2 separate regions of the Arabidopsis thaliana genome follow, and region 2 is linked to region 1. Evidence: chromatin contacts called from public ChIA-PET data. All regions are on one chromosome and are shown on one strand. The core of a region is the stretch at or near the end of the contact, and the rest is flanking DNA. Distances in the headings are between cores, read along the strand shown.

What was found. ChIA-PET counts read pairs in DNA pulled down with a chosen protein or histone mark.
Region 2: a contact with region 1 is called in an H3K4me3 ChIA-PET map of shoot, with 14 read pairs. The contact joins the promoter of AT2G20050 here to the promoter of AT2G19940 in region 1. A contact is called at or near these places in 2 of 26 Hi-C or Micro-C datasets (leaf and vegetative nucleus) and 1 of 2 datasets of contacts at active chromatin or transcription factors (shoot).

What each region holds. Positions count from the first base shown.
Region 1 is chr2:8,610,853-8,614,272 of TAIR10.1, reverse strand. AT2G19940 (Putative N-acetyl-gamma-glutamyl-phosphate reductase) reads right to left here and starts at 1,347. Exons shown (of 15, transcript NM_127552.8): 1 at 1,243-1,347; 2 at 1,058-1,119; 3 at 757-926; 4 at 323-430; 5 at 131-217; 6 at 1-50. The coding sequence starts at 1,070. It overlaps AT2G19930 (RNA-dependent RNA polymerase family protein), which reads left to right and starts at 1,625. Exons shown (of 18, transcript NM_001335651.1): 1 at 1,625-2,138; 2 at 2,231-2,375; 3 at 2,514-2,643; 4 at 2,773-2,844; 5 at 3,046-3,229; 6 at 3,389-3,420. The coding sequence starts at 1,814.
Region 2 is chr2:8,653,300-8,656,619 of TAIR10.1, reverse strand. It overlaps AT2G20050 (protein phosphatase 2C and cyclic nucleotide-binding/kinase domain-containing protein), which reads left to right and starts at 1,801. Exons shown (of 14, transcript NM_127563.6): 1 at 1,801-3,320. The coding sequence starts at 2,427.

The DNA.
Region 1 (3,420 bases), core at 98-2,597:
GCTGAAAGATCAACGATTTTCAATGCAGTAGGCAGTTCCTTGATGATTTCCTGTTGAAATACACACTCATTTCCGTTAAGCTAAGAAAAGCTTTAAGAAATTGAAATGGAAGAATGAAAGGAAAATGAACCTGAGTTGTTCCGTGAGGTAAACAGCAGAATACAGCATCCACAGTAGAAAAATCTGCATCCTTTACCGAGACCAAAGTAGGTAGTTTCTGTGGACAGTAAAGGTTCAATTATTAATCAATATACACCATCACAAAGTAACATTGAACAGATTCATTTCTTGGTATATTACTAGGGATAGAAATCACTTATACTTGAGCTCTCAGGTGTGGGAAAACGCTTTCCATTGACTGGCCAGCTTTTCTATCAGCAGTCATCAAAGTGACCTGGAAATGCGGATGATTTGCAAGAAGCCTAACGATCTGCAATTCAATAAAGAAGAGTAAACTTACCATCTCATGGGTTTGAATGAAACCTTGAATGCCTCATCCATTCTTTCCCTTGTAATTTTAAACAACTTTAAAGCAACGACTATAAGACTTTTCTCTTCCTTTTATCGAGAAAAGATTAACTTTGCATATGTTTACAGCTTAAGCTAAATTAGAAGGCCAATACCCAAAAAGTCAAAAACTTGCAACAAGATGCATACCACTTAAGCTCTGATTCATTGCAAAACCAAAGAGATCACTAAAACAAACAATTCCAAGAAAATTAAACTTGAAACAGACAGATTCAACATTGCACAAACCTCAGCACCAGTGTAGCCACTTGCACCAAGAAGACCAATCCTAATATCCTTTTCAGGTTTAACAGAACTACTAGCTGAAACTCTGAAGCTCATTGAAGATGGCGAAGCCACATGGGATCCCAAAGTAAGCCTCTTGGCTCGCTTATCCGCTACACAATTTTCCTTTCGCCCTTTTCAAAACAAAGAAAACCCACATTTACATGATTATCAGATTGCAATAACACAACACAAGCTACAATGAGCTTGAATGTGGATTCAGTGGGAAAAAAAACAGAGATTTTGAAGAGTTTTAGGAATTGACCTTGAACCAGCATCCTTGGATTGAACTAAAAGCCGACGCAGTACTCATTATTGGATTCGATTCTGCAAAAAACAAAATTCAGGAACAAAAAAAGACTAATCTTTTTGCTAAGAACAAGAAGAAATTAGCTTCTCTCAATGTGATTTGATATTGAGAGTCAATTATGGTAGTGATGAAACAAATACCCGTAAACTCTTCGTCACTCTCTCTCTCTATACGAAGTGGTCGGAGAAGTTCGACGGAGAAGAAGACAGCAGAAAACCACGACAAAGATTGTGGGACGAAAACGCAAGAACGACGACGTTTCAGCTAGCCCTACTTAAAACCTATCAAAGCGGTGCCGTTTCAGGGATCGAACCCGTTTACTGAACAGGCTACCCGTGGTTCAACCCGGTTTATCGACGAATTAATCGTTTGCAGAAAACGCGATATGTCTTGGCGTTTGCATCGGGTGACGACAAAAATCTGGCATTTTGGTAATTCCCAGACTAAGAGTAAAGGCATTCATGTCAATTACTTGAGTAAGCGCCGAAGCGGTTAGATGAATTTGTTTCAATGGAGTCAAAAGAAAATCTAGAGAAAAAGCTCCGACCTTTTTATTTCCTCTCTGTTTCTTCTTGTGTCATCGTCAAATCAAATCCAATCACTAACAGTAGAAACTGTTTCTCTACTGGGTATTTTTTTTTGGCAACCCTTAAATTCTGAAGTAAGAGAGAAGAAGAAGAAAGTGTGAGATTCCGACGAACGGGAAGAAAAATGATAAATTTTCGCAGCATGAATCAAGCTTCTTCGAGGATAAGGATCGCTCTTTCGGGTCGGATTGAAACAGCTTTAGAGAATATCTACAGAAAACACAATCTTACTCCGATTAATGATGAGACGAGACAGAGACTGTCTTCGATTCCTGAGAATTTGGGTTTTGAGTTGGTCAGGAAAGTTTTTAGTTTGCAGGCTGGTTTGATATACAACCTCGACAGCTTCATCGTTTCTAAGGTTAACCAAGCCGTTAGTTTTACTGGCTATCCACAGCCGGCGAACTCTCTTAGCCCCTCTGGAAGACACGTGTCCAGGGTTCTTCAAGGTTAGTATCAGAAACAAACTCTCTTTGCTTGTGAAAATGTGAATTTGGATAGTAAAAATCTTTACTTTTCTTATGATTGTTGGCGATTGCAGAAGAGATGTCTGTTGATTCTGATGCTCCTTCTCCTAAGTCTTTGAAAAGTGAAGACAAAGGAGGATCTCTGCACATTCCCCAGCTGGTAGCTTTGGGTGAACTTGAATTTAAGAAGGTGTTTTTGTTACTTAGCTATATTCCAGGGTAATGTTTGTTATGCAAGTTTCCCAATTTCTTACATCTCTATATTCTCTTATCCACCTATTGTAATTGTTTGGTTTTGATGGTGACAATTACCTCTTTTGGTGATGCTTAACTTTTTCTTTATTTGATGTTATACAGGCAACATGTGGGCCAGGTTATAACTGCTGATGAGATTAGACTGTGGAAAGATTTGCCAATGGTTGAATATGAAGCAGCGGTTTGGGACCGCTTGGGCCGGCATTATTGTCCCCAAAAGGACCGAAGAATGGTATTGTTCTATTCTATTGGGTTTTGTTTATATTTTCATGTTTGCGTTTCTGAAGGTAATTTTACAAGAAGTTGAGTTTGGTATCAAAGTTGTATTAACTGCATTTTCTATCATGCTTCATTTCCCCAGTTGCAATGGGATAGCGGGAAGACCCATTACTATCAGTGTAATGTTGCTCCCAATGGTAGCTACACATTCAAGGTTCTTTCAGCTCTTCAAGTACTATCTTTTCTGTTTGCTTTTTCCATTAGGCATATGTACTTTGTGTAATATTTTTGATTCAAGCTGTAGAAGAAATTCTTTGTAAGTCGCTATCATATGTCTATAAAACAATTGATATGTCTATCAAACATTGCACCTTGACATTGACTCAATATACTTATCGACACACTGTGTTCACAGGGCCCTCTTCTTGAACACACTGGAACACACTTGCACAAGGTCTTGGGTGATGATAATGTTTTAACCGTCAAATTCGCGGATGTCCAGAAAAGTTCATCAACATATAGCATTGACCATTACTTTACATACAAAGGGATTGCCAAGAACGGTATCATGATTGGTTTACGTCGTTATCAATTTTTTGGTGGGCATTGTTTTCCCTTTTTCTCTTGATTAACTACCATTTATGTCGTTACACATACAAAACTATTTATTGTAATGTTGCTAAGCTATACACATATCATACTTCTGCTTTAGATTTAGAACCTGATATTGTAGCTCTTTGTGACATTCTATTGAACAGTTTTCAAAGATGGAGGAAAAGAGGAAAAGAAG
Region 2 (3,320 bases), core at 552-3,051, 42 kb before region 1:
TATATAGAGAATAATAATAATTAAGTAATAATGAGAAGCAAAAAAGGGTAATGAGACACGACGCAATATAATGCTAAATAAATTTCAATGAGATTAGGTCGTGACTCGTGAGGGACCATTTTCGCATTCATAACCTCAAAAGGCTTTACGTTTTTTTTTGTTTTAGTCTTATTATTATTCAAATTAAATGCCTTAACGTGGCTGCCCTTTTCACTTCTCTTCGCCACATCTTTTCTCACTTATAAAGTGTCATTAAATACGAGTGTGTTAGATTTTGCTGTGTTTTTTTTCTTTCTTTAAACTAATTTTTTTTTAGGTTTAGATAATTAGGTTCATAACTTTCTAGGTCTGATGACTACAAAAGGTTAGTTTAGTCGTCCTCTCCAGTACTTAACCTTTGCTGATTTGTATTCAAATCTAGTAAAATGTACGTGTGAACTATAAATCATTAATATTGTTTTGTGGTAATATAGTTCTTGTGTCATCATTCGAATTCAAATCCACATACTAAATGTTGTTGATAGAAAAAACACTACTCAACAAAATTAGTAGTCTAACAGTTTGTTCTAGTGCATGTTATCCTTCTACTAACATTTGAGTTTTATTTCGATGAAATGTATATTTCCAAAAAAAGAAGAAGTTATATCTCAACTAGACATACAAAAACTAATTCTAAATAGGCATGGACAAATTATCCAAATTAAATTGGACCAAACTCATCTGATTCGAAAACACTTTTTTCATTACCATTTTTGTTTTGGGTTAAGAAGTATCATCTGACTAACTCGATCTACCAAAACTAAAAAATTCAAATTTGATTAACAAATTGACGCCAACTTTAAAATTTTGACTCTTAAGATTTTAGTATTTAATCAACTTTCATTAAAAGTAAAACTGAAACTTAGTAGAATTAATCAAATTTATATCGAAATTGAACTAGCTAGTATCTATACTAGTTTTCTCAAAATAGCCATAATAACTAAATAATATATAACCTGAATTATTAGAACACCATAAAATTGATATCCTTTATATAATTAAAGAGAGTTATTATGCTTATGTGGCAAGCCTATAAGTTTTCTCAAGATTTTTATTTATTTAAATCTACTATTACATTTGTCAAACACATTTTCTTATCCTCATTTTCTTTAACCCACTTACCAAACACACCTAAATTTCTTCCAATATATAGAGTTATCAAATTTTGAATTTTTTTTCAACTTTCCTTATTATTACTAAATTAATTATTTCAAATTTCTATATATTAAATGCTTAGATTTTGTTTAATGCACATTAATTAGAATATAAATCATTCAATTATATGACCTAAATTAACAAAGTTTAATACTAGAAAAAACAGTAGTCTACTTTTTTTTTTGGTAAGAACATTAGTTTACTTTTAAAACATTCTTTTATTTTTTTCCCTTCAACAAACATCCATTCTAAAACATTACAACCAAAATAAAATGTCATAGTAAACAAAAAGATATAAACCTAACTATAAACAAACTATTCTGGTAAAATAATTATCTTTTATATATATACTTATATTTATATTTTATATATTTTACAATTGAGAAAACTATACTTAAAATTTTATAGGTTAAGATCGGCCCATGCATAACATTTGCTCTTACCAAGTATTTTGGTTTTAATTCGGTCTTCTTTAAAATACCTGAACCAAAACAAACAGAATTTATTTTGGTTTAAATTCGGATTCTTATTTTAATTATACTTTAAATCCGAATTATCCAAACCGATCCTTTATGAATATCCTAATGGTAGGCCTAATTCAATTGTTGTAAATACAATTTGGCATCAGTCCAAAGCTTTAGCTTAATTTGTTCCTCTATCCCAATCACTCACTCTCCAGCAGCTATTCCATTGGCTGTAACACATACACAACAACACCAAATCATAATAAAAATAAAAATCATTCATTAGTTACCAAAAACTATCAATATTTTTTTATTTTATCCCTTCTTCTTCTCTCAGCAACGGTTCTTACTTGAAGTAGATCGAGAGAACGAACTTGTCTTTCCCAAATTTCTTCACTTTCAAATTTCTGTTATCAAAGAATCTTTAGAGATTTTTCCGGGATCTTTCTTTTTTTTTTTCTTTCTCTGTCAAAATTTTCGTTATAAAGTTTTTGTATTGATTCACTCTTTTAACTCTCCGATTCCATTTCTCTTTTTTTTTTCCCAATCTGCAATCTCCATTAGATTCCCCAGTCACATTATCTTGTCTTTTTCGAAATTTTCTCGAGGAAAGTTTGATACTTTCGAGGAAAGTCATGAGCTTTTGAACAAAAGAAACTGTTTGGACTTCCGTTACTATCTCCGGCGGTTTCTGAAAAAACTTCAATGATTCGTTGAATAAGTAGCTTACTTTAAGGGTTTTGTGTTATCTTCATCTCTCTCTCAGTGATGGGTTGTGCTTATTCCAAAACTTGCATTGGTCAGATTTGTGCTACGAAAGAGAATAGTATCAGGCAAACGCATCAACAAGCTCCGTCCAGAGGTGGCACGAGAGCTACTGCGGCGGCGGCGGCGGTTGAGGAGGATAATCCGGTGTTTAATTTCTCTTCAGATGCGGTGGATGATGTAGATAACGACGAAATTCATCAGCTTGGTTTGAGTAGAGACCAGGAATGGGGGATTACTCGGCTTTCTAGGGTTTCTTCTCAATTTCTACCACCAGATGGGTCAAGGGTTGTCAAGGTTCCGTCTTGTAACTATGAATTGAGATGCTCGTTTTTGTCTCAAAGAGGGTATTATCCTGATGCTCTTGATAAGGCCAATCAAGATAGTTTCGCTATTCATACTCCTTTTGGGAGTAATTCGGATGATCATTTCTTTGGGGTTTTTGATGGGCATGGTGAGTTTGGTGCTCAGTGTTCTCAGTTTGTGAAGCGGAGGTTGTGTGAGAATCTTCTTAGACATGGTAGGTTTCGTGTGGATCCTGCTGAGGCTTGTAATTCGGCTTTCTTGACCACGAATTCTCAGTTACATGCTGATTTGGTAGATGATAGTATGAGTGGGACTACTGCGATTACGGTTATGGTTAGAGGAAGGACGATATATGTGGCGAATGCAGGTGATTCCAGGGCGGTTTTAGCTGAGAAGAGGGATGGTGATCTTGTAGCTGTTGATTTGTCTATTGACCAGACTCCTTTTAGACCTGATGAGCTTGAAAGGGTTAAGCTTTGTGGTGCTAGAGTTCTTACTCTTGATCAGATTGAAGGCTTGAAAAATCCTGATGTTCAGTGTTGGGGTACTGAGGAAGATGATGATGGAGACCCTCCGAGACTTTGGGTGCCT